Regions from separate parts of the Gossypium hirsutum genome. Here all the other regions are linked to region 2. A link is a contact called in public Hi-C data. All regions are on one chromosome and are shown on one strand. Each heading gives the region's core, a stretch centred on a gene start, on an enhancer-like site or on the middle of the called end of the contact. The rest is flanking DNA. Distances are from core to core; before and after follow the strand shown. Region 1 holds the start of LOC107909846 (probable methyltransferase At1g27930). Region 2 holds the start of LOC107909843. Region 3 holds the start of LOC121214727 (mitochondrial import receptor subunit TOM20).

Region 1 (3,569 bases), core at 752-3,251, 160 kb before region 2:
AGCAAAACTTAAATAATATAACATGGTTGGCAAGCAAGGAGAATTAAAAAAACATCAAATTTTATTCAGGTTGAGAAGAGATTAATAACAACGATTTTACTTAAGGTTCACAGAATGAAAATAAACTTAAACCTTTAAATAAATTGTTCCATTAACTGAATTAAATCGTAATAAGTCTAAACCCACATAAATAAAACCCTATCACCTATTTTCCTAGGTTCGCCGATATCTATTCAGGTATGAGCTTCACGAAGTCATTTACCTTGCCCTTGCCATCCACGACCTACTTACTTGCAAAGTAAGGGAAGAGTGGGTGAGTTCATTGAGAACCCAATGAATAATCAGGAATCAGCAAAGTGTGCTAAAAACACAAAGTTTAAAATAGAAAAAGGACTTAGTCTAAAAATCATGTTGCGTGTCGTGTTGCGTGTTGGGTTCGCAATGCAGGTGCGAGAACCATTTCGTAGATCCTGCTTGTCAAAAAACATATAAGTTTGAAAACAGTTTCGCGTATACCTACTGAAAATCATACTTAAAAACTTAACTTGTACTTGTTTGAAAAAAGATATTCAAATAGCGTGAAACATGCTTACACACTTGTCTTATCAGAATGGCTGAGAAACATAAAACATGTTCTTGTCCACACTTATTAGAATCTATTGGATATGCGAATCTCTTTATAATGCCTCAGAATAACTCAAAGAGTCCTTAACATGTCTCATAAGTGTAGCGCGAAGCAATGCACTCTCCTATACACCAACATGTCCTGTTGAATGGAGCACAGCTCGACATTCCCTTATCTCTCCAAATGTGCCAGGGCCTCAACTCCAAAAGTCACAAAACTTAAAAGCTAGTACTGACAATCCTTTGGTATTCCAATATATCCAACATAAGGGCTCGCAAATAAGAATGCACATAAACTTATCACATAGAGCTAGCATAGGGAGCTTGCTTGAAAAACACTTGTTCAGAGAGCTCGCACCTAAGTGCGTAAAAACACAATTTATAAAATCGTATCTTAAAAGAATATCTTGAAACATAGGCTCACATAGGAGCACACGTAAAACTAATCTTTAAAACATAAATTTAAAAACATGACTTGAAAACTTATCTTCAAAATAGAGTTTCAGAACTTAAAATAGAGTTTTCAAAAAAACTTTGTTCTTGGAGCTTAGTTTGAAAGCCTTAAGTTTTAGAAAAAAAAACATAAAAGTTTGCACACCCATGGCAATTCTTAAGCACTCACTGATTTGACTGAAAAACTAAACAAGTTTGGCTTTTCCCTTGTCCTTACTAGTAGATGGTCGGATTGGTTCACAAAATACATAAACACACGAATTACTTAAACAGACAAAGCTTATAGAATTCACACATGCAAGCGAACCCAGCTTTCTGAACAATCAACCTAAACAGAATAGAGGCTTACCTTGGTTGCTACGAACTTGATTCAAAATAGATACTTGACAACAAAATATCAATAAGAGAATTCTCATGAGTATTACTAGATACACAATATATTTGTTTCCTAATTTGAGTCTGACTTTAGCTTTGACTAGCAAACCCCTAGTTCGCAACTTACCTAGCTAACACCTAGCTTGCTAAACAAACTGGAGAAACTCCAACTTGCCAAATAGACTGGCGAACTCCAGCTCACCAAACAGACTGGCGAACCTGGCTTTCAATGAATCTGGCAAACCCCCTTACCGCAACTTTTTGGCATTTATTGCAACACTGAAACACTAGCGAACTCCTTATCGATACTTTTTTAGCAAACTCCCTAGTTCGCCGAAGCACTAACGAACTCTCACTTGCAAGGCTAAAACTTCTAGACCCGATCTCGGGATGTTACACAAATAACAAACAATAAAGAATCCAACACAATCAAAGAACAAATAACAAACAAAGAACTCAAAATCTTAAAAAAACAAAAACAAAAAAAAGAACCCAATATATTCTCAAATTCAATCTCAGCAACAAACAAATAACCTAACATTTTCAACCCAAAACCATTTCAATTAGAAAAAAATAACAACTTAATATGATAACAAAAACCCAAAATAAGAGCAAGAACCTAAAAAGTTAAAAGAATTTAAAATTATTTGAAAATAAGAAATTTACAACCTAGAAAGAGAGCAATAACTCAAAAAAAACTACAATAATTTAGAAGACCCTAAAAATCCTATGGATCTAATGAACAATAAGGACAATTCCTCTATTTAATTTGTTAACCTGTGACCTGAAAAACTTCTACTAGGCTCCAAGAAAACCAATTCTTTGTTGTTGCATTGGCAACGACGCTGCTATTGCTTCATTTAACTCCTCAACTTGCTCTCAACCTCATTAGAAGCCTCCTTTGCCTTTCATCAACAAGCGAAGAGTATAGTTTAGAAAACTCAAGGATCAAGCATTGATTTTTTTTTGGCTTTAAAGAGATTTTCTTGAAAATACAAGGCAAAATTTGAGAAGACGAGGAAAAGAGAAGTGTTTTGATGGTCGAATTTGTCGGAAAGGCCATTGATGGTGGCGACTCATGGTGACAGCAACTAGGGTTAGAAGAAGAGGAATAAGGAGAGGAAGAAGAGAAGATAGAAAGGAGGAGAAACGGAAAAAAAAAGGAATGGAATCGTGATGAAGAAAAGAGGAACAAGAGATGAAGAAGACAGTGTGATAGCCAAGGTAAGAAAAAAATGAAAAAAAATAAGGAAAAATAAAAAAAAAAAAGAAAAAGAAAAAAGATGTACAAAGAGAATGACACATGGGACCGTACGAGTGGTCAATGTTGCTACGTCAACAAAAAAAGTAATAATATTAGATTCTAGTATTAATATAATTGACCTAAAAAAATTTAGGAACAAAAAAAAATTATAAGTACCAATTTAAGAAATATAGACAAATTTGGATACTAATTTTATATTTAACTTTTTTTTAAGAAAATCCTAATTTTCAAACCTTATTTTTTCAAAGCGAAACGCGTTAGCCCTTTTATGTCTCTTTGTTCCTCTCCTATATGACCATAGTAAGCCAATCAGCCGGACCTTAAGCCACTTTTTCTTTTTTTGGTTGTTTTAGTTAAAAAAAAAACTCAAGAAATGAAAAGAGAAGAGACTACAAAGAATCGGCATTTCCTCGCCGATAAAAGATGGTTTATGCCTATTACCATAGCTGGCTTTATTGCCGGGACGATACTTATCTCGAGCTTCATAAAAACCGCCGATTACTCCATACTATGTTCGCTCGCCAAAACCAGATCCATAGCCGTAGAGGAATACTCCTCCTCGCCGGTCCAACTCCAAGCTATCATCCACTACGCCACTTCATCAATAGTCCCGCAGCAGAACTTCAAGGAGATCTCCGTAACCTTTGACGTACTCAAGAAACGCTCTCCTTGTAATTTCCTCGTCTTTGGGCTCGGCTACGACTCCCTCATGTGGACCTCCCTCAATCCCAATGGCAACACTATTTTCCTGGAAGAGGATCCCAAATGGGTTCAGTCTGTGCTCAAAGACGCCCCGATCCTCCAAGCTCACGCGGTAAAGTACCGTACGGAGCTCAAGGAAGCTGACGATCTA
Region 2 (4,115 bases), core at 1,129-3,628:
AGACGAGAAGACACGAGTTCCGCCGGTGTTCGGTTTGTGGTGCCGTGAATTACTGTTCACGCGCTTGCCAGGCGCTCGATTGGAAACTACGCCACAAAGCCGAGTGCGCGCCGGTAGAGCGGTGGCTCGACGAAGAAGGTGTCGGTGGCGACGGAATGGATGAAGTCATTGCCGAAAGCTAAAAATGGTTACGGCGATGTTAACGGCCAGGTTAATATATCAGTTTTAAGACGATATAAAAAAAAAGAAAAAAAAAGGGGTTAAAATGTAAAAAGAAAAAGAGGCCAGTTTTTTTCCCTTTATATATATATTTTTTGGATAAATTTGCTTTTATTATCTTAAGCATATAAACAGCTACAAATACAGTCTGATCAAAACCTTGACAGTGTTTTTGATAATTATACAGCAAAGCTCAGTTAAATGCATGATTAAGGCAGTTTAAGATGGCAGTGATTTATTTACCTCGTAGATTATGAAAATTGGAATTAAGCTGTCATTCTTTACTTGTAGGCATAGAACAAAATTAGGTAGGTGGATGGATGGGATGAATAACCAAACTACCATAAAATTCTGGTTTATAAACTGGCTTAACTTTAGGGTAAAGCTAAGAAGAAATACAATCTTCTTTTTTCCATAGGTAAATTCTTGGTGGAATATATGAGTGGGAGAGACATGCGGATGTTGCCTTCATTTTTCTTTTTTAATTATGAGAATGCCTTTTAATTTTATCTTCAACCAAAATTTTTTATTATCAAATTCATACTGCAGGGCATATATATATTATGATTAGAATATAGTGGTAAAGAGGTGGTCCAAGCCCAATCAATGGTATATATAGCAGAAAAAGGATTGAAAGCGTAGTGTACCTACAAAACATTGCATATATTTGACTTCCTTCTTCATCATCTAATCCATTTTCTTAACAACCCCCTTTTCTTTGTCTTAAATAATTAAGATTGTCACATCTGAGCAACCAAAATTTCATAGACTACGCACCCTTTGATGCATTTCTCACACCAATATCCCCCCGCCCCCCCCCCCCATTTTCTGGGCTTAAGCTATCTTTGCCTTGTATTTGTGGATATTCTCATTAACATAAATTTGCGATGACCAAACACGAAAAGATGGCAAACTAATTTACAAATCTTTCTATAATTTCGTGAATTTCAAGTTAAAAGCAGCTTCCATTCATGCGATAATTAATAATAACATCTTGTTTCTGATTCTAATTTCAACTATTCTCTGGTTTATTTTTTTTATACTCATCTTTATATGTTTTATTAAAAGACCCCGGGTATTGTGTTCATTAAATTTTGGGAAATCTTTTGCTTCAGCTGCTGCGCCACGGTTTAAGCATACTCAATACATTTCACATCCACAGATTTTCCTATAAAATTAATTATGCAATTAATTCTTTATGAAATTATCATTTTATCCTCTTATATATAACTATTAAAATGTAACAACAAATTATATGTTTTATGTTTAAATATTTTTTGAAGAATTATGTTTATAAATATTTACTTGACTTTAAAAATTTGAAATTACTAAAGATAAGTAGCAAAAATTAGATTGAAGGTAATGATTAATGCATCCAACATCTATGAATTTCAAGATATGGGTGAATGGTGAAACAGAATATACCAACTATAAAGCGATGATGATCGATTGAACATTGCTTTTGCCATCCCTATCTTCACTTACTCTCAACCTTTTCAGCCCATTAATGCATAAAAAATAATTAAAACAATCTAAATGGCTGTCCATCTAATTCTAGAATATACTTTCTAATCATTTTTATTATACATACCTTATTAAGTTTGTGTTATAACTTAACAAAATATCAATTTAATTGGAAAATATTAGAAATTTCTATTTTTGATACAATCTTTATTTTTACTAATAAACCTTTCTAATCGTTAAATCAAAGAAAAAACGTATTTAAGTGCATTCAAACTCAATCTGTAAAATATAATTTAAACAATAAGAAAACTAATCCACCGCTTTAAGATCAATCACTATCATATAACTTCTCATTAATACCCATTATTATAGGTTCTAATCATATCTGCTTTTTCTAACACAATGTCTAGAACTACCCATAACCCTTCCCTAATCCATAAATAGGAGGATAATGTGCTTCAGCGCACTCAAACTCACATCCTCTTACATTGATAATAATACCTATACCAACCAAACTAAGATTCATAGGCTATTTTTTTTATTTTTTAAAATATAAAAATTTTCACCTAATGTGACAATTTTTAATTAAATTTATACTCTTGAATAATATCTTATCCAAACCCATCCATTCGAGATGTAGTTCAAAATTTCTTTTATAAAATTATTGGGCCTTAGCCTAAGTTAGAGTCTAGAAGATTTAATGCAACCATTATAAGGGCTTTTGATCCCAAAGAACGCCTACCAGAAACTAGGCCGGGCCTACTGACAGCGATGGAGTTGTAGAGCTTTACCCCAAGTTAGGCTCTTCGATTACTCGTAACATTCTGCATCAGAGGTTTTCCCGATCTTTGCTTTCGACAAATTGAAGACCTTGGCTCTGCTAATCGCCACTTGAGATCTTCAAACAGGTTTTTTCTGTCACCTTGTTTTGTGCCTATTCTATTTGATTAGCTATCTAGTAATTCTTTTTTTTATAGTGTTTGTTTGTTGAACTTAGGGTTTCGGTTATTTGTGTTTTCCAGGAAGAAAATGGGGTTCATTATGGAATTTGCAGAGAATCTGGTGTTGAGGTTAATGGAGGACCCAAAAGAGAGGGATAGAAAATTCAGAGAACACGTTTACTCTATGAAGGATCGATGCGCAAAAACCAAGGAGATGTGGAGTTATCCACTGCGGCCTTATGGGTTTTGGACATTTGAGCGCCACAATGCTCAGCTCCGTTGGGATCCTCAGATTAGCCAAGTCCCCGGCCGCAGGGATCCTTATGATGACCTTCTTCAAGACAGTTATGCGTCTTCCTCCAAACGAAACTGAGGTTTCTTTTTTCAACTCATTCTGGGATTTTGTTTATGCTTCTATTAAATTATTCGTGGGCACCGGATTTTGAGAATCGTATATCTACTCTAAGATTTGGGTTTTACTGGTTCGATCAGCACATTGAAGTTTCAGGAATTTAGATTTTAGAGTTTAGACTTTAGTTTGTTGGTATGAAGTTTTCTTGATTTAGCTTAGGTCTGAAGCTCTGATTCATTTGAGGTAAAAGTTTATTCTTATCGAAAATTTTACACTTTTATCATACTTCAAAACTAATTTAGTATTCAGTGGTTCCAAGATAGTAGTAGAGCTTGAGTAATACCAAGTGTTGTTTCTAAATTGAAGGACTTGCGCTGGTGTTTTAATGGTTAAATCACCATCTTAGACTTGCTAATGATTACCATTTGCATCTTATTTAAGTGAAGGTGTAAAAATTTGCATCAGACTTTAACCTGGATTTGTAGGCAAACTGTTTACCCATCGACAATTGACACTGCAGGGATTAGAATATGTTGCTTCCACAAAAGTGTTAGAAGTGATGCAAGCTAATAATTGCCAAATGAAATCCTTTTTTGTGTTTTATTTAGTCACCTCTGCAACAGTGACAATGGTGGAGTTGTGACAAGTCATGAAGCAATGGAGACACTGAATGAAAAGTGAATTTACAATTTCATATTTTCAATCTTGAGAGTAATTTCTAATAAGGTTTCCATTGATGTAGGAATCAGAAGCCATTAGCAGATGGTTTGGAGCTTGATCTACAAATGGGAAGTGGACATTGAAACCCTTTTTACTGTTTGTTTGAATTTATTTTCAATTGTGCTACAAAAAGATTCTGCTTGTTTTGTAGTCTACTTTTGAACATTTGAGTTGGGACACTGGTTTATGAATGAAAATAAATTGTCCATGTAACTCAATGGGTAAGACTTGTAAGGGAAATAAAGACTCTGTGTTGGTGAATATTTGCTTGTTTAGCCATCTTGTTGTTGCCTTGTATTGGGTAAGACTGGTTTTGAACATTTATGTTGCTGTTGTCTCTCCTTTCTTCTTCTAATTAAGCCACCCCTTATTTGGGAGAAGTAGGAGTGTGCAGTTGATTGGTTTGAGTTTTATATCAA
Region 3 (3,563 bases), core at 636-3,135, 130 kb after region 2:
GAATATGCAATTTAACCGTTACTGAGAAGGCAACATGCCTCAAGGATCAGACAGAAAAGCAGAATATGCACAATTATATGTGAATGTGATGCAACCTCACACTGATGTGGAAACATGTATTTCAGTCCATGGTCTGTTGGCTCGCTAACTCAGATCATGAGATAAGGCTTACATAAAATTATAGGAATTATTCACTATTCACATCTATTAATACGCAATGAACTTATGCAAACAAATAGTAACTGCTAACTCAGATCATATGATAATAAAAGATAATATAAGCAAGCACTTCCAAGGCAAAAAGAAGTATGGAAACAAGCAGGGAAGATTTGCAAGTCAATGTACATAATTAAAAAAACACTCACAGTTGAAGTTGAAGAAGCAGAAGATGCCCCACCCATACCCTGTTGGCTAGCTGCAGCCTTTTGGAAGTCCATATGTAGCTCTGGAGCCTAAGAAGACGAACAAAGTCCAAGCTTATTTAAAAATTAAGGCAGATCAGAGCACAAAGTATCATCAGCAAAACATCCACTGCTCACCCACACTGCCCTAGATACTCTTTCGTCTCCTTCCCAAGAAATAAACACATCCACTTAACACACAAAATAAAAAAGAAAAAAGAAATTCAAACCAGCTTAAAGTAGGTAAAACAAAAGGAAAACACCAATCCCATTAACCAGCCATAGTAACAAAATATCTTAATATTTAATTAAGCACTAGCCACAACCTTATCATTAACAAGGTATCCTGCTTCTGTCATTCAGAAACTAAGTCCAGATTACCACACCAAGTTCATTTCAAATAATTACCACATCAAACAATTCAGCTAAAATATTAAAACATCAATTAAATTACATAGGAAAGTTTGTGAGGTTATATTTACATAAAAAAGCATACATCTTTGTTCCCGTGTTATGAAACTTATAAGAAAAGCATGTTTACCTTAGCTGCAACTTCCAAAGACTTTTGATAAAGCTCATTGCCTGGATCCTACAACCCAAAAAAATATTTTTTAAAAAATCCCAAATTAGCTTCCAAAACCCTCATTTTGGGATATTCAAAACAGGCATAAGAGCAAAAAAAAAAGTTACCGCATCAACAGCTCTTTGGAAAAACTGAGCTGCCTTATCAAAAGAAACTTTTGCCTCGTCAGAATCGGTAGTCATAAATGCAGTAGTGGAAAGAGCGTTTCCCATGCACCACAAAGTTTCGTGCTTGGATGGATTTATCATCAACGCCTCATCCAATTTCGAAATTGCATCTAAATGATCAATATTCATTGCATTAGCAAAAACTAATAGTAGGAATAAACTCAAGAACATGGTAGAGTACCATTTATCATCTGCTTTGCATCTGAAACAGTCTGAAATTGAGCTAATTCGAGTAAAGCCCCTCCCCATTTGGTTAAATTCTGCAACCATTTTTAACCGATAATAGGAAACTCAGAACAATTTCTTTAAAAAAAACCTCAAACCAAAGTAGAAAATAAAAATAAAAGAATTAAAACCTCATTACTATTAAAATCGATTAACAGAAGGAAGTAACTGCAAACAAAGAAACGAATTAAAAAAAATTGAACGGAAAAGAAATAAAGAAGGAACCTCAGCATCAAGAGGGTCCTTGGCGTAGTTGACTTCAGAGGTTTTACGGGTGTGTTCGGCGACTAAAAGGCGATCGAAGTCGGCTTGAGAAAACTCCATTTCCGTGATTGTTTTCTTCTGTTAGTTTAGAAAGTGAGGGAAGAGTGTAGCCGCTAGGGTTTTTTCTTTTTCTATTGGAGAAGTGAAGTAGAGAAGGTAACATGAACTTATGACGAAAAGACCGTGATGGCCCTCGATATTTGGCGCTCCTTTTGCCTTTCCTTTGTTCTCTTTTCTTGTATGTTGACTTCACTTCCACGTTGCGGATACCAAGGGTCTCCCCTCCTACTTTCTTTCTCTCTCTTTTTTAGGGTAAATTTCACATTTGGGTCACTCAACTTTCAGAACCTTTTATTTTGGCCATAAAATTTTTTTAAAAATTGCAAAAAGAGCAATGACATTACAAACCGTTTTCATTTTAGTTACCCACCCTTATTTTCAGGGTTAGGCAATCTTAGTGTACACTCAATTTAGTCATCTATCTTTAGTAAATTTTTATTTTAGCCCGTCATTTTATCTTTTTAATGTCTTTTTTTAGAATTAATTTTTACAAGGAAAAAAAACTTGAATCCTTACAAGGAAAAACATAGGTTCTTGTTTGGAAAAACCAATTTACATTTTGAATTTTTTTTTCTAGAATTAATTTTAATTCTTTCCAATAAAAACGAAAAATCTAGGGTTTTTGCAAGAAATTACCTGAGTTTTATAGGAAAAGCTTAAGTTTTTACAAAAAAACATTTTATCTTTTTAATTTCTTCTATTTTTTATTTTTTGAATTAATTTTAATTTTTTGGTAAAAATGAGGAAAACCTAAGTTTTTTTACCATGAAAAACCTGAGTTTTTACAATGAATTGAGTTATAGGAAAAATTTTGAGTTTCATTTCTGCGGCTAAATAACTCAATTTCCCATAAAAACCCATTTAAAAAAAACCAAATTGATTCTAAAAAAGAAAATAAATTACTAAAATGAAAACCAACTAAAGTTGAGTGATTAAAATGAGTGTACAATACCATTGTTTAACCCCAATTTAATGATGAGTGATCAAAATGAAAATGGTTTGTAATGGTAGTGCCATTTTTGCAATTTTTATTTTTAGTGTCCAAAATAAAAACACATGAGAATATTTAGGGATCAACTGTCTAATTTACCTTTTTTAAGTTAAAATTGTAGGGTTTTTTTTTTTACACTGCAATATCAAGTTAGGGGCAAGGAAAATTGATGTAGGTTTTAGAAGCGCAAGCTGCTCATTGCTGCCAATTGTCTATGGTTGGTGTGGAATTGAGATAAGAATAATCTTAATCCACTTTTTATCCTTGTTGAGGAGTTCAGAATAATCAACATTGTAGAATTTAAGAGAAAGCAGAACGTGAGGATTCTTGCTTGAAATCAACTGAGAGCCATCAAGTCCCTCAACAATAGTTGCTCCACCTATAAGACCAGGCATCAAGTCTGATATTCAAAGTGAAGGGTTCTTGGAGCACATATTTAGGTGCTTTGTAGAGGGTCAGCATTGAAAGAGCAAAAGATAGATTGAGAGAAATGGGTTTTATCAATTAGACATATCTTTCAGTATTTAAGCCCTCAAATTTCATTGAATAAATGTTAAAAAAATTAATTCTTTTAAGTATTTATTTTAAATTTTTAATTTAAAATAGATGTTTATTTTTTTATGTCTAAAATAGATCCGGACAAATAGATGTACAAATTCAAATGTTTAAAATTTATCCTTTTTTACAATTTTAATAAATGATAAATCTCAAAATTATACATGAACTTTGATTCATCGTCTAATTTGATACCTAAAATTTAATTGTGGTTCTATATCAAAACTTTTTTTTTTGATTTATTTATACATATTTAAAGAAATAAATAAATTAAAAAATTTTATATTGGAGAAATATAATTATTTATGTATGCAATG

Evidence for each region. A called contact is a pair of places that touch in the nucleus more often than the background predicts.
Region 1: a contact with region 2 is called in a Hi-C map of leaf, with 5 times the contacts expected there. The contact joins the promoter of LOC107909846 here to the promoter of LOC107909843 in region 2. A contact is called at or near these places in 7 of 34 Hi-C or Micro-C datasets (callus, hypocotyl and leaf).
Region 3: a contact with region 2 is called in a Hi-C map of leaf, with 2.9 times the contacts expected there. The contact joins the promoter of LOC121214727 here to the promoter of LOC107909843 in region 2. A contact is called at or near these places in 8 of 34 Hi-C or Micro-C datasets (callus, hypocotyl, leaf and 1 more).

The regions. Positions count from the first base shown.
Region 1 is chrD02:56,845,442-56,849,010 of Gossypium_hirsutum_v2.1, forward strand. LOC107909846 (probable methyltransferase At1g27930) reads left to right here and starts at 2,002. Exons shown (of 1, transcript XM_016837529.2): 1 at 2,002-3,569. The coding sequence starts at 3,090.
Region 2 is chrD02:57,001,648-57,005,762 of Gossypium_hirsutum_v2.1, forward strand. It overlaps LOC107909843, which reads left to right and starts at 2,379. Exons shown (of 3, transcript XM_016837525.2): 1 at 2,379-2,591; 2 at 2,706-2,998; 3 at 3,726-3,957. The coding sequence starts at 2,713. The coding sequence ends at 2,997. It overlaps LOC107909844 (F-box protein At1g67340), which reads left to right. Exons shown (of 3, transcript XM_016837526.2): 3 at 1-425. The coding sequence ends at 182.
Region 3 is chrD02:57,130,939-57,134,501 of Gossypium_hirsutum_v2.1, forward strand. It overlaps LOC121214727 (mitochondrial import receptor subunit TOM20), which reads right to left and starts at 1,886. Exons shown (of 6, transcript XM_041088848.1): 1 at 1,602-1,886; 2 at 1,333-1,411; 3 at 1,092-1,261; 4 at 943-990; 5 at 366-452. The coding sequence starts at 1,700. It also overlaps the pseudogene LOC121214567.